Linked DNA regions of Mus musculus: region 1 is linked to region 2. A link is a contact called in public ChIA-PET data. All regions are on one chromosome and are shown on one strand. Each heading gives the region's core, a stretch centred on a gene start, on an enhancer-like site or on the middle of the called end of the contact. The rest is flanking DNA. Distances are from core to core; before and after follow the strand shown.

Region 1 (3,471 bases), core at 223-2,722, 280 kb before region 2:
CTGGGCCCTCCTCCATCAATGGCTAATTAAGCAAATGTCCTACAAGGCCTACCCACACAGCCCAGTCTAATGGAGGCATTTTCTCAATTGAGGCTCCCTCCTCTCATGAGTCCCTGTCTTGCCATCTACCTCTGTCCCCAGATAATGGTTTTAGTGGCAGAAACTATAGCTGTCACCCTGCATGGACCAGATATTTCACTGACAAGGAGCACACTGTGGCAGGATGTTTCATTGTTCCTTTGATGTCCTCCATCCTGTTGTGACTAGCATGTCTCCCTTTATAGATGACTCAGTGTTGCACTGAACTGGGAGGAAGCTGGCTACCTCTTCCAATGAACACATCCACCAAGTTAGAGGACCAACTCTGTTTTAGAGGACCCACTCTTTCTTTTTTGTTTGTTTGTTTGTTTTTCGAGACAGGGTTTCTCTGTGTAGCCCTGGCTGTCCTGGAACTCACTCTGCAGATCAGGCTGGCCTCGAACTCAGAAATCCACCTGCCTCTGCCTCCCAAGTGCTGGGACTAAAGGCGTGCGCCACCTGCCTGGTTTCCTCACTTTTTATTATGTGTATGGTTGAGCACACTTTTGTATATGCCACAATGCACATGTGGAAGACAAGTTGTAAATGTTGGCTCTCTCCTACCGTGTGGTCCAGGGACTCAAACTCCCTGACTTGGTGGCAAGCACTTTAACCCACTGAGCCATCTCATCAGCCCCTTGGGATTTTATCTACTTACTCACTGTGCTGATCAAATACACCCGGCACCCACATGTTCACACAGAGCTTTGAAATTCTTTCCTGAGTTGTATACCGTAAGGAATGATAGTCATAACAAAGACTTGATCACCGCGTGCGTTTTGTTATCTGATGTGGGCTTGTGCAGCACAGAGATTCTCACCCTGCACACTGCCCTTGCTGAGTCACCCGTTTTCACCCTGGCCTCGGCATTGTTCTGTTTTATTCTTTCCTGTATCTGAAGAGATGGGAAATGGACTCTGCGTTCTTTCCAGTTCAATGTTTTTTGTTTGTTAGGAAAATAAAACCTTTTCCTCCTCCAAAGCAGCTCCTTACATTTGCTTTCTTCTCCCAGCTTGTCCTTTGACCACTCCAGTCATCTTTTTAAAGAGCCAGAAAGTGTCTGAAACTTTGACTGTGACAACAGGTATCAGCCACTGGGGCGCTTGGATCCTCACCCTGCTGTTTCTGGCCAGGGATCTCGTTGTTTTAACTCAGCTGAATTCAAAGCATTTCAGCATGAGGATCTTTAACATAAACGAAGATTTGTTTTTATTTATGATTGTGTGTCTGTGTGTGTCCCAGTGCCCTTGAAGAGGGTGTTGGGTCCCCGGGGGTTGAAGTTATAGGTGGTTGGGAGCCACCGGATGTGGATGCCAGAAGCCCCGTTCAGGACCCCTGAAATTGCAAACAAGGAGCCATTCCCGCGGTCTCTCAGCACAAAGATCTTAAACCAACCCCCTTCTGCCTGTCACGTTTAAGCAAATGACTAGGTGGAAAAGATGGCGCAGTGACGAAGGATGCTCCTCCGGGGGGGGGGGGGGTGCGGGGGGTGCGGGCGGGGGCGGGGGGAGGGGCTTGTTTCAGCTTGCAGGTGGCTCAGCGTGTAGATCCTTGTTAGAGTCCCTGAATCAGGCCTGAATCACTCGTGTTTTCTGACTCACTTCTTACCTCCATGTGGTGAGGTCTTTAAGAACAAGGGTATTCTCCACCAGATGCACTGCTCCCCGTTTTCTGAGACAGGCTCTTACCATTTAGCCCAAGCTGGCCTCAAACTCTCAAACTTAAAATCCTCCTGCCTCAGCCTTCCCAGTGTGTAGATAGATCACAGGTGTGTGTCCCACCCCTGAGGTGCCCTGTTCATTCCTGCTTTTCTTTTCTTTCTTTTCTTCTCCTTCCACTTTCCCCCTCCCCTTCCCTTCCCTTTTTCTCTCCCTCCTGCCTTCTCTCCCTCTTCCCTCTCTTCTTCTCCTTTCTTTCACAGGTTCCATGGCACAAAAATGGGGGCGAGGGAGATCGGTTTCTTCTCCATCTTGTAGAGGTTAGATTTCTCTTGTTTCTGTTGCGCTGTGAATTCCGGGACAGCTGGTTCACAGCCTCTGGGCAGTTTTCCTGCCTTCATCTCCTATCTCTGTAGGGGGCTAAGCTTGTGTACCACAGCATGCAGTTTTTTCCCTGGGTTCTGAGATTTGAACCTGGGTCAACATGCTTGTGTGGTTAGCACATCTCAGCCCAGAGATTCACACTGGGTGCCATCTCTCCAACCTGTCCTTTTTTAGAGACAGGGTCTCACCACATAGCCCTGGCTGGCCTGGAACTCACTATGTTGACCAGGCAGGCCTCTAACGGTGATCTGCTTGTTTCTGCCTCCCAAGTGTTGGGATTAAGGGTGTGCACCACTGCCTGTCTGAGGTCTAGAGCTTAAGAGAGCTATTCCACTATTTTCCTATCTAAGACTTATTTCAAATCAGCCAGTAGGTTTCACCCAGTAGTTTTTTTGAATGCACCTATATCCTAGCACCCGAGTGGCTGCCACCTTAGCATGGGGTCCACTCGTCCTACCGCTCAGCACTCTTCTTCCCAATGTTGCTCTTACTTCTTTGTAACCCATTTTCTTTCTTTCTTTCTTTCTTTCTTTCTTTCTTTCTTTCTTTCTTTCTTTCTTTCTTTCTTTTTCTTTTTTTCTTTTTTTGGTTTTTTGAGACAGGGTTTCTCTGTGAAGCCCTGGCTGTCCTGGAGCTCACTCTATAGACTAGGCTGGCCTCGAACTCAAAAATCCGCCTGCCTCTGCCTCCCGAGTGCTGGGATTAAAGGCGTGCGCCACCACGCCCGGCTTGCTGTCACTTCTTTTTTTTTTTCTTTTTTTTTTTTAAAAGATTTATTTATTATTTATTATATGTAAGTACACTGTAGCTGTCTTCTGACATTCCAGAAGAGGGAGTCAGATCTCGTTACGGATGGTTGTGAGCCACCATGTGGTTGCTGTGATTTGAACTCTGGACCTTTGGAAGAGCAGTCGGGTGCTCTTACCTGCTGAGCCATCTCACCAACCCTTGCTGTCACTTCTAAGGGACACTAAATGCATGTGTACTGACTGATTGACTGTCAGGTGGGACAACAAAAGATCCCATCATTAGACAGGGATTTTTTTTTTTTGTGCTAGGGATGGAACCTGGGGTTTAACTCCTCAGCCACACCTCAGCCCTTGTTGATCAGATTTATGTAAACTTCTTTAAGTAGATTTATTGTTGTTGTTGCTGCTGTTGCTGTTGCTGCTGCTGCTGCTGGTGTGTGTGTGAGAATGCATTCACCTGGCCACAGAGGCCAGAAGATGGGATCAGTTCCCCTGGAGCTAAGTTATAGGCAGGGTTGAGCCATTTGCTCTGAGTGCTGGGACCCAACTCTGTCCCTGGAGAACAGCAAGTGCCCTTCTGAGCCATTTCTTGGCCTCTTGTA
Region 2 (3,366 bases), core at 701-3,200:
CGAACTCAATCTAGGCCTAAGACCAAACACAATGAAAAGCTGCACTAACTAGATTAGTAATAGATGATGCTGGTGTGAATAGCTTGTTATTTTACTCTAGAGCCCTTATAAATAAAATCCCCGTTAGTGTTGTGTTACCAGCCAGAGGGTCAGGGGTTAGTGAACATGTGGTAGAATGAGGACTTATGCAAGGTTTAATACGCATAGCATTTTTCTACTGTTAAAAACAAATGCAGTCTAGTCAGGAAATACCAACTGGACTAAATTACACACACCTTAATGACAAGACTCCCCACCACTTGTGAATGTAAAACATTTAATTTAAAAATGTTGAACACTACAATATATAAAATAGCTATTATAAATGCACATAGTGTATTCTATAGCTGCCAGGTTTACTTTTTTTTTTTTAAAGGAAACTGTTACACTGTGGCTAAAACTTGTATCTTCAACCTTTGAAAAAGCCCACATTCTATCACAGTGATGTATGGTTAAACACTTGGATCAAGTCATAACCAGTTTTATTGCAAAAGGACCCTGTACACATTTATCAATTCTAGTACCTTAATAGCTACCCAACAAGTCATTAACATACAGAAACATGCATCATGAAAAGCAAGAAGTATCACCCATCCCTTCTGCGTATTAGCAACTTGTCACTCCTGAGCCACAGTGCTCACATCACTGAGGTCTGTGAACAGTCAGTCACTCTTCCCATTCATCCTGAGTGAAAGATGGAATGACTTAAGTACAAATGCAACATATTATAAACAATTTCTTACAAAAAAAGTCACAAATTAAACCAAAGTATTTTACAGAATTTACTACAAAATGCCATAAAAACCGCTTCAACTTAAGCTCTCTCCCCCCGTATCCGGCGAGCCAACTGGATGTCTTTGGGCATGATGGTGACTCTCTTGGCGTGGATGGCACACAGATTGGTATCTTCAAACAACCCCACCAGGTATGCTTCGCTAGCCTCCTGTTGAGGACAAGAGCAACAGCATTAACACTCCTACTGGAGCAATCAAGCCGCCGCCCCGAGTGCCACCAAGCCTTTTGTCCCTTTACCTGAAGGGCACCGATGGCTGCACTTTGAAACCTCAAGTCGGTTTTGAAATCCTGGGCGATCTCCCTCACCAATCTCTGGAATGGCAGCTTCCGGATGAGCAGCTCAGTCGATTTCTGGTAACGACGGATCTCTCTCAGAGCCACGGTCCCTGGCCTGCAGTCACCAGAAGAAGGAAGGCGTCAACGGTCAGGGAGAAGGGAGAGAGCGCCCGCCCGCAAGCCGGCGGCCAAGTCATTGTTCCCAGCCCTCTGCCTACCTGTAGCGGTGAGGCTTCTTCACCCCGCCGGTAGAGGGCGCGCTTTTCCGAGCCGCCTTGGTGGCCAGCTGTTTGCGGGGGGCTTTCCCACCGGTGGACTTCCTAGCGGTCTGCTTGGTTCGGGCCATTTTTTTTCACCTGCGAGACAAGCGACGTTCAAGGCCAGGTCACCGGGCTCCGGCTGCCAGGCGCCCCTCCTCGCCGCAGCAGATGGCGGCCGCCGCCTCCTCCCCCTCCCCTAATGACTCAGGCTGCGCCGGGCTGCGGCCTCCCCCGGGAGGGGGAGCGCGGGGAGGAGCAACTTCCCGCTCCACGGGCGGCCGGAAACACCGCGGCGGGACCTGTGAGTCACCACCGGGAAGCAGACAGGACGGAGGTGGCGGAACGCGACCGAACTCGACCTCCCGGGCTGCCTCACCGACCAGACCGTCGGCTGCCAGCGACCGCGGTCCTAAAAGCCAGGGAGGCTCCGGCCGCCGGCAGAGCCGCGAACTCACCCAAAGCCGAGTCTGGGGCCCTTGCTGAGACCGAGGCGACGCTGGAAGCGCTCGAACAAGAGCCGCAATCGGCGAGCAGAACGGGCAGATACTCCACCAACGAACGACCAAACCGCTCTGCGCTCCAAGCCCCCCGACGCCTCCATATTTATAGAGACGCTGCACGCTGCGTCAGTGCGTCACAGAACCCTGATTTGCATACACCAACGACTTTTTCGATTGGCGGGAGCTTTCGCCGACGCGCTGACATCTCCCGACACAAAGGCCGTACTTCGGGGCCGTTTCCTGATTGGCCGGTGTTCAGGCCACTGATTGGCTGTTACAATTGCTTCAGGATTGGCTGGATGCAAAGAGGAACAGACGAATCAGAGTTTAGCACTAGGGAGCTCTTCTGATTGGATAAAATGGAGCTATGTTTGGATCCTTCTCTTGGTTCCAAAGCTCTACAATAGAAAGTCAATGCAAATGAATTGCACTAGTCTCCTGGAATTTAAGAAAGTTGGGTCGGCAAGAGTCTACGACTTTTTTGCATCAAGAGACCATTTTAGAGAGATTTTGCGTAAATATAATAATAGTAATTATTACTATTATTTTAATGTAGGATGAAATTATTCCCTGAATAATTTACTTTCTGTAATTTTCATCGTTTAATATAGTATGAGAAATGTAATCCAGTCAGTCATCTTACAGCATATAGTGTTTTGTGCACTGTAAATGCATACACATTCTAAAGCATAAAGCAATTGTTTGATGGGGAAGGGTAATAGACACAAAGAATCAAAATTCAAAAAAATTATTTCCGAGTTGGGTGGTGCTGCAGGCCTTTAATCTCAGCTTTTAGGAAGCTCAAAGGCAAGCAGATTTCTGTGAACATGAGGCCAGCCTGATCCACAGGGGGTGGGGGGTTCCAGGCCAAGCAGACCTACCTACAGAGATCTTGTCTTTTATAAATCCTGGTTTGTTTGTTTTTTCTCCAGGACTACATAAACCAAGCTCCAGGTGCATGAAGGTAATATCAGAGATGGAATCAGGATCCAAAATTCAAGGTCATTCACAGCTACTTAAGTCAAGGCCAGTCTAGGATATATAAAACAGTTTCAAGAAAACAAAAAACAACAAAAGGGGACTGTTCCTTGCATCCTAGCGCTCTGGAGGCAGGCAAAGCCATGTGAGTTTAAAGGCAGGACCACACCAGCAAAAGCTACCCAGGGAGACCGTGTCTCAAAACAAAACAACAAATACCTATTTTTGCATGTTTAATTCAGGCCATCACAAAATATTTTATTTCAATGTACTTAGAGTTAATAAGAAGTTGTCAGGCATGCTGGCACACACATTTCTTTAATCCCAGCAACCTGGAGACAGAGGCAGGTGGCTTTGAGGCCAACCTGGTCTACATAGAAATTACAGAATAGCCAGAGCTACTTAGTGAGTCTCTGTCTTAAAAACCAACCAAAGGGGGCTGGTGAGATGGCTCAGTGGGTAAGAGCACCCGACGGCTCTTCCAAAGGTCTGGAGTTCAAATCCCAGCAACCACATGG

The links. ChIA-PET counts read pairs in DNA pulled down with a chosen protein or histone mark.
Region 1: a contact with region 2 is called in an RNA polymerase II ChIA-PET map of memory CD8 T cells, with 88 read pairs. The contact joins the enhancer-like site here to the promoter of H3f3b in region 2. A contact is called at or near these places in 1 of 39 promoter capture datasets (stem cell-derived epiblast-like cells), 1 of 484 Hi-C or Micro-C datasets (embryonic stem cells), 2 of 115 datasets of contacts at active chromatin or transcription factors (memory CD8 T cells and pancreatic cancer cells) and 2 of 9 other capture datasets (liver and pancreatic islet).

Annotation. Positions count from the first base shown.
Region 1 is chr11:115,746,054-115,749,524 of GRCm38.p6, forward strand. No RefSeq gene overlaps it. Among named protein-coding and RNA genes, the nearest start is that of Tmem94, 18 kb to the right of the region's middle. Within about 2 kb of position 1,473, at least 57 of the 459 cell types and tissues checked have an H3K27ac peak or open chromatin away from gene starts, as enhancers often do. A contact at or near this core is called in memory CD8 T cells and pancreatic cancer cells, where this site is marked.
Region 2 is chr11:116,022,554-116,025,919 of GRCm38.p6, forward strand. H3f3b (H3.3 histone B) reads right to left here and starts at 1,951. Exons shown (of 4, transcript NM_008211.3): 1 at 1,826-1,951; 2 at 1,329-1,466; 3 at 1,072-1,225; 4 at 1-982. The coding sequence starts at 1,456. The coding sequence ends at 854.